Linked DNA regions of Sus scrofa: region 2 is linked to region 1. Evidence: chromatin contacts called from public Hi-C data. All regions are on one chromosome and are shown on one strand. Each heading gives the region's core, a stretch centred on a gene start, on an enhancer-like site or on the middle of the called end of the contact. The rest is flanking DNA. Distances are from core to core; before and after follow the strand shown.

What was found. A called contact is a pair of places that touch in the nucleus more often than the background predicts.
Region 2: a Hi-C map of retroperitoneal adipose tissue shows a contact between it and region 1, with 1.5 times the contacts expected there. The contact joins the promoter of RPS3 here to the enhancer-like site in region 1. A contact is called at or near these places in 4 of 47 Hi-C or Micro-C datasets (epiblast stem cells, liver, omental adipose tissue and 1 more) and 1 of 2 datasets of contacts at active chromatin or transcription factors (alveolar macrophages).

Annotation. Positions count from the first base shown.
Region 1 is chr9:9,423,084-9,427,857 of Sscrofa11.1, forward strand. No RefSeq gene overlaps it. Among named protein-coding and RNA genes, the nearest start is that of SLCO2B1, 8.5 kb to the right of the region's middle. Within about 2 kb of position 1,283, at least 17 of the 83 cell types and tissues checked have an H3K27ac peak or open chromatin away from gene starts, as enhancers often do. A contact at or near this core is called in alveolar macrophages, liver and retroperitoneal adipose tissue, where this site is marked.
Region 2 is chr9:9,622,483-9,627,495 of Sscrofa11.1, forward strand. RPS3 (ribosomal protein S3) reads left to right here and starts at 2,793. Exons shown (of 7, transcript NM_001044601.1): 1 at 2,793-2,826; 2 at 3,976-4,106; 3 at 4,578-4,671. The coding sequence starts at 2,797.

The sequences.
Region 1 (4,774 bases), core at 33-2,532:
CGTGAGCGCCCTTCCGCTTCAGAGGGCCTTCGCAGTGATTGATTCGCATGGGGTTGTCAATGAGGTCAGACTGACCTGGCACGCATCTCATTTGCTTCTTCCTCATCCTCTGCTTCCAGAATTCCGAGACTCATCATCATTACATCATCGCCATATTAATATCGGCTTATGTCTGCTCAGCTCTCAGACGGAGCGAGCACAATCCATCAACCCCTCTGAGCCTTTGGACAGCCCTGGAAGGTATTTCACAGACAAAGGCACTGGGGATCAGAGAGGGCAAGCGACTGGTCTCAGGTCACCCAGCTTGGCCACTGGGGAGTTTACAGTCTCCTGGGAGAACTTCAAACACCCAGACTGATGAGAGGGTGAGATGATTGGGTTTAGTAGAGCCCTGCCAGGTTTCTTGACATCTTTTCATGTGAGGAAGTTGAGTCTCAGAGATCTTCTTACTGAGTCAAGACTGAAGCAGCTGAGGCCCAAGCTCATGCTCTGTCTGGGACGCAGGGCTGCTGCTTTCAGGGAGGGATGCAGAGTTTCTAGCAGAGAACGTGTTCTCTCTGAGCTGGAGGGAGAGGCCGCTGAGAGGTGGAGGCAGGTGTTCTTAGGGGAAGGCTGCTGTTAGGGCAAAAGGGCTTCTCCAGGAAGAAACTCCAGGCCAATTAGGCTGCAGGGAGCACGGCATGGGCTGTGCAAGGGTGGGTGTGCTGAGCCAGGGTGGGGAGGGCTGGGTGGCCAGGCCGGACGGCCACCTGCCTGCAGATCCATGTTTTCCCTTTTACCCTGTTGGGAAATTTGCTGCCTTCCGATCCAGGAGCCATGCCAACAAAGAGGGGAAAGTCCTGAACCCTTGGCAGGAGGGGGTCTCTTTCTCCTCCACTAGGGGAAGAAACTAAAGCCCAGAGAGAGATTTGTGACTTCTTCGTGGTCACAAAACATCAGAGCCTGTCCCTCTCGGGGCCTCAGTCTCCCAATCTGAAGAAGGGAGGCATTGCATCAAGTGAGCTCCCAGTTCTTCCCTGCTCTGACCTTCTTACTACCATGCATCTAGCCTTGGTGCCCTTGGCGCAGATCCTAGCCCCGGATATCTGCTTGACAGATAGCCCTGGGCAAGTCACATGGCCTCTCTGCGTGTCAGAGGCCTCATGGGTGAAATAAATATGACACTGCCTTCTAGGGGCAGATCTAATGAGCCAGGCGTAAGAGGATGTCAGCACAGCTGGGGGTCAGACCCCCAGGCAGCATCTGGGGTAGGGATGGCTGAGGCGCTGAGGCCGTTACTTGTCTGCCTAGCCCAGGGCTCATTTATAGATATCCGCTCCCCAGCTGCCAGGCCACAGGGAAGTGGGAGTAAACATGCTGATGTGGCCATTTGAGTTTGGAGCCTTTTTTCAGGAAGGGGCCTCTGGCCACTCTTCCTCTTCCCCCCGCCCCCGCTCTGCTCCCCATCCTCCAGGCGTCTTTACAGTGACCTTCCTAACAGTTCTGAGGGTGGGTGGTTTGATGTCACCATTTCCATTTAACAGATGAGAAGACTGAGGCCCGGAGAGGAGACAGGACTTGCTCCAAGTCCCACAGCGAGGTAGCGACTGATCTGGGACCAGAACTGAGGTCTTGAGGCTGGAGCCCAGGACCCTTCCCTTGTACCCAAATTCAGATGGTTCTACAAAATGAGGAGTCTCCTATTTTGTCTCATTGGCAAAAAGGCATTTTCCCACGTGGGTTGACTTAAAGAGCAGAAGGGCTTGGGTTCTGCAAACAGCCTAGGGTTTCACAAGCAGCATCAGTTCCAGCGCAAGACGCTGTACCAACGTCGCAGAGCCCTGGAAGCTGCAGCACTCTGCAAACCATGCCAGGCTTTGCCAACAGTGTGGGACTTTAAAAAAAGGGTGTCTGTCTTTGCAAACTGTGGGACTCCATGGATGGTGCTGCCATGCACACACATCACGGGGCTCTGTCAAATGCACGGGGCTCGGCAAACACCATACCACAAGTGGCAAAGGTGGGGCGCAAACCAGTTTGGTTGAACCTCCAGCCCGGGCCACCCAGAGTGGGACCTCCCTGCAGGATCAGCCCAAGAACTGTCTGAAGTCCTGTTAATCTAACTCCCAGAAGGTTCTGGGGACTGGACTCTTGCTCCTGTTCTACAGCTAAGTTTGGGAATATACTTGGACTCGGCTGTGTTAGCCTGGGAAGGCTGGAATCATCAATGAAGTTCCCTCATGCCTGAGGTTACTGCATGTTCCGTGCCCTGCAGGATGGTGTGCATTGCTGTGCTCAAAGACTGATGAAGTGAACGTAGCCAGCCACGCTGGTCCCAGCCTATACCCAGATTATGCCACCCCATACGCAGTCCTCAGGACCAAGATGGAGGTGAGTAAGCCTCCAGAAAGTCTAAAGGGACCTTCCCTCTCTCAACCGTGCACCTGCACTTTGGAGTCTGGAAGTCTGCACCTCTGCCCGACTCTGTGGGTGGACTTCAGTCTGAAGGATTTAAAGAGAGAGTCAATTTGCTCTTAGGCCAGTTTGCTTAAGAGACCCTGATTTTAAGCAGGATGGGGGTCTGGTTTTTCTATCAACCCAAGCCAACTGTTGACCTTTCCCCAAGTGATGGTCTTCCATTCCAATTTCTGGATTCTCGGAGATTCACACTATGAGTATCAGTTGAAGGCCTACTATGTGCCAGGCTGATCTGATTATTTCAGATACACCCCACCTCCTTCTAGCATCCCATACAGCCACTAGGAGCCAAGTGGGGCTGATGTCTGTCTGTCATTGCACCTCCAAAGCTGGACTCCAATTCCACCTCCTCATATCACTCTATTCTCAGAAGCGAGTTGGGTTCACTTCTGTATCTTGGATTTGGGGAAACCCAGAGGTCTTCCTCAGAAAATCGCAGCCTGGGCAGAGGAAAAAGCCTGGTTCCTGGCATCAGAGGTTCAAGGCACAACCCTACCACTTACTAAAAGGTGGCCTCTGGATGGTTACTGAGACTCAACATCTCATCAGCAAAGTGGAGGAAGAGGTGCCCGGCGCCCTCTGCCACTAGGAGGCCCCAACAGGACCTCACGCGTGAAAGTGCTGAGCAACCTGGAAGGAGCAAACCAGATTTGCTGTCCCTCTTGCTGCCCTGTTCTGAGCCCCATCTCTGCTGCTACCTTCTCAGAGCTCCGGGCCTCAGGCTTGGCTTCGTTCTCACTCACTGAACTTGCACAGCAGCCCTGCAAGGGAGGACGATTGCTCCTTCTTTATAGATGAGGCAGCTGACACCAGGAGAGGTGCAGGGACTTGCCTGAGGCACTTGACTGGTAAATGACAAGGCTGAGATGGGACTCAGAGGGTCTGGCTCCAAGGCCTCCATCCTCAGGCTACAGTCCCCAAAATCCTGGGCCGGTGTTATATGTGCCCTTCTGTTCTCCAGCCCCCTCCACTGAGATCGTCTTACTTAGGGAGTTGCTACCATGAGTCATCCCCTGCTACCCCTCCCCGCCCCCCACCCACCCCCATCCCCCACCCCGCCATCCCTCCTGCAGGCGCTGGCCACTCTGATTCCCAGGGGATAGGGTCCTTCCTTGCTCTGGGTTTGTGGAGCCCAGAGAGGAGACAGGATTTGGGGTTCGATGGGAGAGGATGAGAGCTTAAGGGGGACAGAGGTTCTGTGAAGGGGGACAGAGAGGGAAAGGGGCTTGCCTGGGGCTCATGGAGGGTGGGAAAGGTACCAGGACGGGGACAACAGTTTGGTGGGGGGGAGGCTGGGAGTGAGAATGGGGGTGCAGAGAGGAGACTCAGGAAAATCAGCACTGAATGACCCCAGGCCTGGGAGGGCCCGGCCCAGCCGCTTTCCCCTCTGCGGGGCCCCTCACGGCTCCAGCTCCACCGCTAGTAGGAGAAAACATCCAGGGGAAATGCCAAGCCTAGGGGCTGGGAAGGAACAGGCGGAGGGGAGGCTAGTCAGCAGCCTCCTCCCATCCGTGGGGCTGGATCTAAACAGACCCAGCCTCCTACACAACTCTAGCCCCGGGCTGCCCTGGCCAGAAATCAGAGGAATTCAGAGAAAGAGAGAGAGAAGGAACAAGTGACATAGGCACTTGGGGAGTGCAGTCAAGTTTGAGCAGGACTTCTTAGCCCGTACTCGGTGGGAGGCTGAGAGGTGGCTGCTGTCCTGTGTGGCCAAGAAGCATCGACCGACCTGGTGCCTGGAGTCCCCACGCCGGGCATCCCCATCTCCAGGAGCCCTCGAGAGGTCTGCGCTTCCTCTCTCCTGCTGAGCTCCAGTCCTGAGATTGAAACAGCGCACCCCAGAAGTCATGGGACCCCGGATAGGTAAGTCCAGACAAAGTAAGGGAGAGGCATTGCAAAGGGTGAGGCTACAGAGCTAACGCAAGTGTGCTGTGCACAGCAGGGGGCTTGCAGGTCCCTACGGGGAGCCAGGCATGTGGTTGGACCTAGAGCGGGCAGGCGTGCTGAATGAATAATGACCAGAGGGGCAGGACTAGCTGTTTACTCAGCTGGAGGCAGGGCACCCAGCCTGACCTCCCTGAGGTTCTCTTCTCCCTTGATCTCCCAAGATGGGATTGGAAAGCAGGCCCCCTGCCAGTTCCTCGAGCCCTGCTCCTTCTCTGAAGCAGGCAAAGATAGAGACAAAGCAGATAAAAACAGATAGACGTGTAGTCAGAGACGAAGCAAATCCAGAGATAGATGGAGTCAGACAAAGGCTGAGACAGAAGGCCAGAGACAGCTGGAGACAAAGATCGACAGGTGTCAGCTGGAGTATCTG
Region 2 (5,013 bases), core at 1,543-4,042, 200 kb after region 1:
AAGATGCCCCCTTGGCTAGCGGACCAGTCGAAGGGGTGGGCAGCGTGTCTACTGGGGAGAACTGCAGCCCCGCCCCTTTCTGGGAAGGAGGGGGGACCAACGCGCTGTAGTTGCCAGTTGTGGCCGCCAGAGGGCGAGGTAGCAGAGCATTTGGAAAGCTGGTTTAGGAAAGGCGGAATTTCCAAGTTCAAAAATTAACTGCGGAGTTCCCGTCGTGGCTCAGCAGTAAGAAACCTTACTAGTATCCCTGAAGATATGGGCTCGATCCGTGGCCTCGCTCAGTGGGTTAAGAATCTGGCGTTGCGGTGAGCTGTGGTATAGGTCGCAGACACCGCGCAGATCTGGCGGTTGCCCTGGCTGTAGCCTAGGCAGTTAGGCTTCAGCTCAGATTGGACCCCTGGCAGGGAACTTCCATATGCCCCGGTGCGGCCCTAGAAAGACCAAACCAAACCAAACAAAAAAATCAACTGGCCACCCACCTGTGGTGCAGGGGGTTGAGGATCTGGTATTGTCACTACAGTGGCTCCAGTCATTGCTGCGGCATGGGTTCGATCACTGGCCCGGAAACCAATACATACCATGGGCACAACCAAAAAACAAAAAAATCCAACCAACCAACCAACCAAACAAAAGCCCAGATAAAATCAATTGGACAAACTTACTGTCTCTGGTATTCCAGCTGTGTCCCTCTCCTTGAGCTGGGCTTGGTAACCCGCCTCCTCCATCCACGCCCAGGAAAGGTTCAGCTGGTCATTTTGACCTGCCTGCCCAGCCCCTGCCCTCTCCCTCCTAGCCCGTAATGGCCCCGGGCAGGTCCCTGATACAGCTGTCCTTGGCCCCCACCTCTCCAAACCAGATGCTGATCTTACACCCTTGGAAAAAGCTTGATGAGTGGAGATCTCCCTGGTCTTTTTCTCTCCCTTGGCCAAGTCTTTCTTCTTCCAGTGTCTGGTCTCTGACTCAGTTTTCCCCACCTCTTTCTTTTGATTTCTCTGCCTTAAGCATTATTGCGGTATCATCCTTCTACCCACAGCAGATAGTGCCCAGCATGTGTGAGAATGGAAGGTGCTGGTGTGTAGCGGCTTCTGCAAAAAGCAGAGGTGTGGGCCCACGTGTTAGTGATGGCAAGATGACTCACCCTAACCAAAAACATTGAAACCAAAATGCCAAGGTGTTTATTTGCACTAAAAGCAGTGATGATCTGTCCCATATAACGGATGCTTTCCACGTGCTGGGCACTATGCTGAGTGCTTTAAAGCCACCATCTAATTCAATCACAGAAATCCTCAGAGGTTAATGAGCACTTTCCAGATGAAGAATATGAGACAAAAAGGTTTAGTGACTTGCCTGAAGCTTGTAAATAGTAGCACTGAGACATGAAACTGATTGAGCTGGCTTCATCATTTTCCCCACTGCCCTGCCTCTGACCAAGCTGTCTGCTCCCTTGGCACCCTCCCAGCAGAACAGAGCATCCTCCATGGCACCTGTGCACGGCAGTGACCCCATCTGTGTGACGCTGAAAGTGCACACCATTCGCCACAGGACATCTCACTGCCTGGAGGGAAATCTGAAAACATGTGTCCTGAAATGTTTGCTTAACCAGAAGAGTGTTGTGTTGTTTTAATTTGCTTCTCTTTTTAAATGTTTTTATGCATGTATTTTAATTTTAATTTTTTTGCTTTTTGGGGCTGCACCCATGGCACCTGGAGTTTCCTAGGTGAGGGATCGAATCAGAGCTGCAGCTGTGACCTACACCACAGCTCAGAGCAACGCCAGATCCTTAATCCACTGAGTGAGGCCAGGGATCAAAACTGTGTCCCCACGGATGCTAGTCAGATTTGTTTTCCCTGAGCCACAGTGGGAATGTCCGATACTAGTATTTTTACAGTGTTATTCTGAGTAATATAATATCTCTTAAAATAGATAAAATAAAAGGCATTATGATGATAAAGATAAAAGCTTCCTTCATGGGCTTTTTCCTGGGACCAGAGAACCATACCCAGGCAGGCATCCTCTGTGTCACTGGGGAGAGACAGCAGATGAGCCACCATGAAAACTCCAGACGTGACGTTGGTGCAAAGAACTTGCCGAGGTCTGATCCTCAGCTTTGAGTCTCTCCAACTCGGTTTTGTGGGCCTCCCGGGTAAGATATGGCACTTGTGAGCAAATTCATCTGAACCACAGTACCAAGAACAATTCGAAAACCAGAATCCATGCATTGATTTGTTTGCTATTCAAACTTTTGTTGACACTGGGCCTGAACCAGGCCGTATCCTAAGCTTACAGTAGTGGAAGAAATATATAAACAGGTCATTCCAACCCAGTGAGATGACTGTTATGGTGATGGGAGCAACTAGGAGAGACCCAATCCTGGAGGAAGTGCCAGAAGGAGATGACACACGGAGAAAAAAGCCTGTTCCTGGTTTCCTCACCTCCGTGAGGGTGGTCACTAACATCCAGCCCTGAAGTCAGAAACCGGCAACATCATTCTCAACTCCCCTCAGCCTCAATCCATCACCAAGACACATCAGGTCCACAGTATGTCCCTTTAATTCATCCACTTCTTTCAGACAGTTTTGACGTTTCGCTTGATCTCCTCCCTTTCGCGTTTCTGCCTACAGGTGTCTCCATCACGCTACTCTTCTCTTTTACCGCCTCCCGGAAGTAAAAACTACATTTCCCTTGAGCGCCCACAGACGTCGACGTCGCGCAGTTCTTTGTCGTCGCGCAGCGCTCTTTATACGCACTTCCGGCCACTCGCCCCTTCTTTTTCTTTCGGCTGCGCGCGGCGGCAAGATGGCGGTGCAGATTTCCAAGAAGAGGAAGGTGAGATCTCGGGGCCCGGATGCCAGGAGCTGTGGCGCCGCGCGGGCCAGGAGCTTTTCTGGGGGTCGTCGCGAGGCCCGCGGCTCCTTCCTCTTCCCCTGGCGGCGGGCCGCGTGGGGTTCCCGAGGGCCGAGGATGGAGGTGGATGGAGCGCAGGCCCGAGCCGGGCCGGCGCAGTATGGCGGAGATGGTTTGGACGGAGAGCAGAGATGAGCACCGGGGGCCCCTCCTGCCCCGGAGAAGGCGCTTGTGAGCATTTCTTGGTCAGTCCGTACCGTTAGGAAACGTGTGGTGTTTGAGGCCGTGAGCCGTTCCCCGCATCTTAGCGGGGCTTCGGGAGAGGGAGGTAGCAGTATATTTGCCTTCTCATTAATCGTTTCTGCGTGCAGCCTTCTGCCTCACAGACCTCAGTTTTGAGAAGGCTTTTGGCATTTTTTCCACTTGGGGCCAAGGAAAAGTTCTGGGGAAAGGGAGGGCGGGGACCTGAGAAGAACGCTTCCTCGAGTTTAACTGAACTGATCTTTCCATGGGAGAGAACTGTGTGAAGTCCGTTCGGTTTGAGGCACTTTGTCATTTTGTGAGTACATAACGTTGGTGTTACAGTGCAATCCACACGCTTTTGTGAGTGAGGATTTGCCAGCTTTCCGAAACACACGTGGGTACAGTTAAGGCAAGATTAAAGTGGCTGAGCGTCTTCTGCTGAGCCGAACTGTGTTTACAGGTGAGGCTGCTTAACTCCCTGGGTGCAAACAGTGTCTCACTTGTGCTGAGTTAGTTCTAAATGGGTCGTTTTAGAGCTGCTTTTGTTTAGCGTGGGTACATGCTAATAACAGTTTTTAAACCCTTCAATGACGAGAAGATGACGAGTCTGACTGGAGGTGTTCTCTTTGACCAGGTAGCCCCTGCTCTGTGTTGCGTTCTGTGGCACAGTTCAAAGGGCCCTGGGTCAAAGTGACTTCCAAAAGATGACCTAGAGGCATTTGTCTGAGAAGGGTTACTCTGTTCCTTCTGGAACACAGATAATATGATTGATGATGGGTCCTCTGTTGGAGGTGTTGAGTTTTAATGAAGGTTGCATTGGCTGAAAGACTGGACTAGGAAAGTGAGCCTGCACCCATGTCCTCACTTTGAATTTCCTTCTTTGGTTAGTTTGTCGCTGATGGCATCTTCAAAGCTGAACTGAATGAATTTCTTACTCGGGAGCTGGCTGAAGATGGGTACTCCGGAGTTGAAGTTCGAGTTACACCAACTAGGACAGAAATCATTATCTTGGCCACCAGGTAAAAACTTGTGTTCCAGGCCGTCACCCATAATTGTTGTTGGCATTAAGATGGTTTATTCTGCAAACTTGGGACAACCAGTGAACCTTAGAATATGTGATTTTTTTTTTTTAAACTGCATTTAAAAAAAATCCTAATTCTAGCTTTCTCATACAACATTTATACTTGCTTGTGTCCAGTGAATAAGACTTTACTACTGTATATATGCAAGATTTAAAATTACATTTGGGGAGTTCCCACTGTGGTCCAGTGGGTTAATGATCTGGCTTGTCTCTGCAGACACTGGTTCAGTCCCTGGCCTGGCTCAGTGGGTCAGGGATCCAGTGTTGCTGCAGCTGTGGCTTAGGTCTACAGCTTTGGCTGGGATTCAGTCCCTGGCCCAGGAACTTTCATATGCCTAGGGTGTTGCCAAAAAATAAAATTAACATCTGGAATTTTGTGAGAGCTGTGAATTGTCACTATTTTCCCCAGGACACAGAATGTTCTTGGTGAGAAGGGCCGGAGGATCCGGGAATTGACTGCTGTGGTTCAGAAGAGATTTGGCTTCCCTGAGGGCAGTGTAGAGGTGAGTGATCCTGGTTTATGCCAGAGGTTACTGTGGGCCTGGAAATGGCTCATTAGGATGGTACATTATCACTTTTAACAGTTATTTGTGGTTGCTGAGTGTTATAGATGAACATTTTTTTGAAGTTCTCTTAATAAACAGGATAGCGGGATTTTACATTCATCATAGGTGTAATTATGATACAAATGAGGGGTTGGCAGCCTCATGGTTTCCTTGTGACTAGAAAGACCTAGTGGTGGCAGGGCATGAGAAATGCTTCAGTCTATATGTCACTGAGTACATGCGGGCCTTAGAAATGCTTCAGTATCTGGGTGCTCTGGTGACACATACAGTGGTGTATGC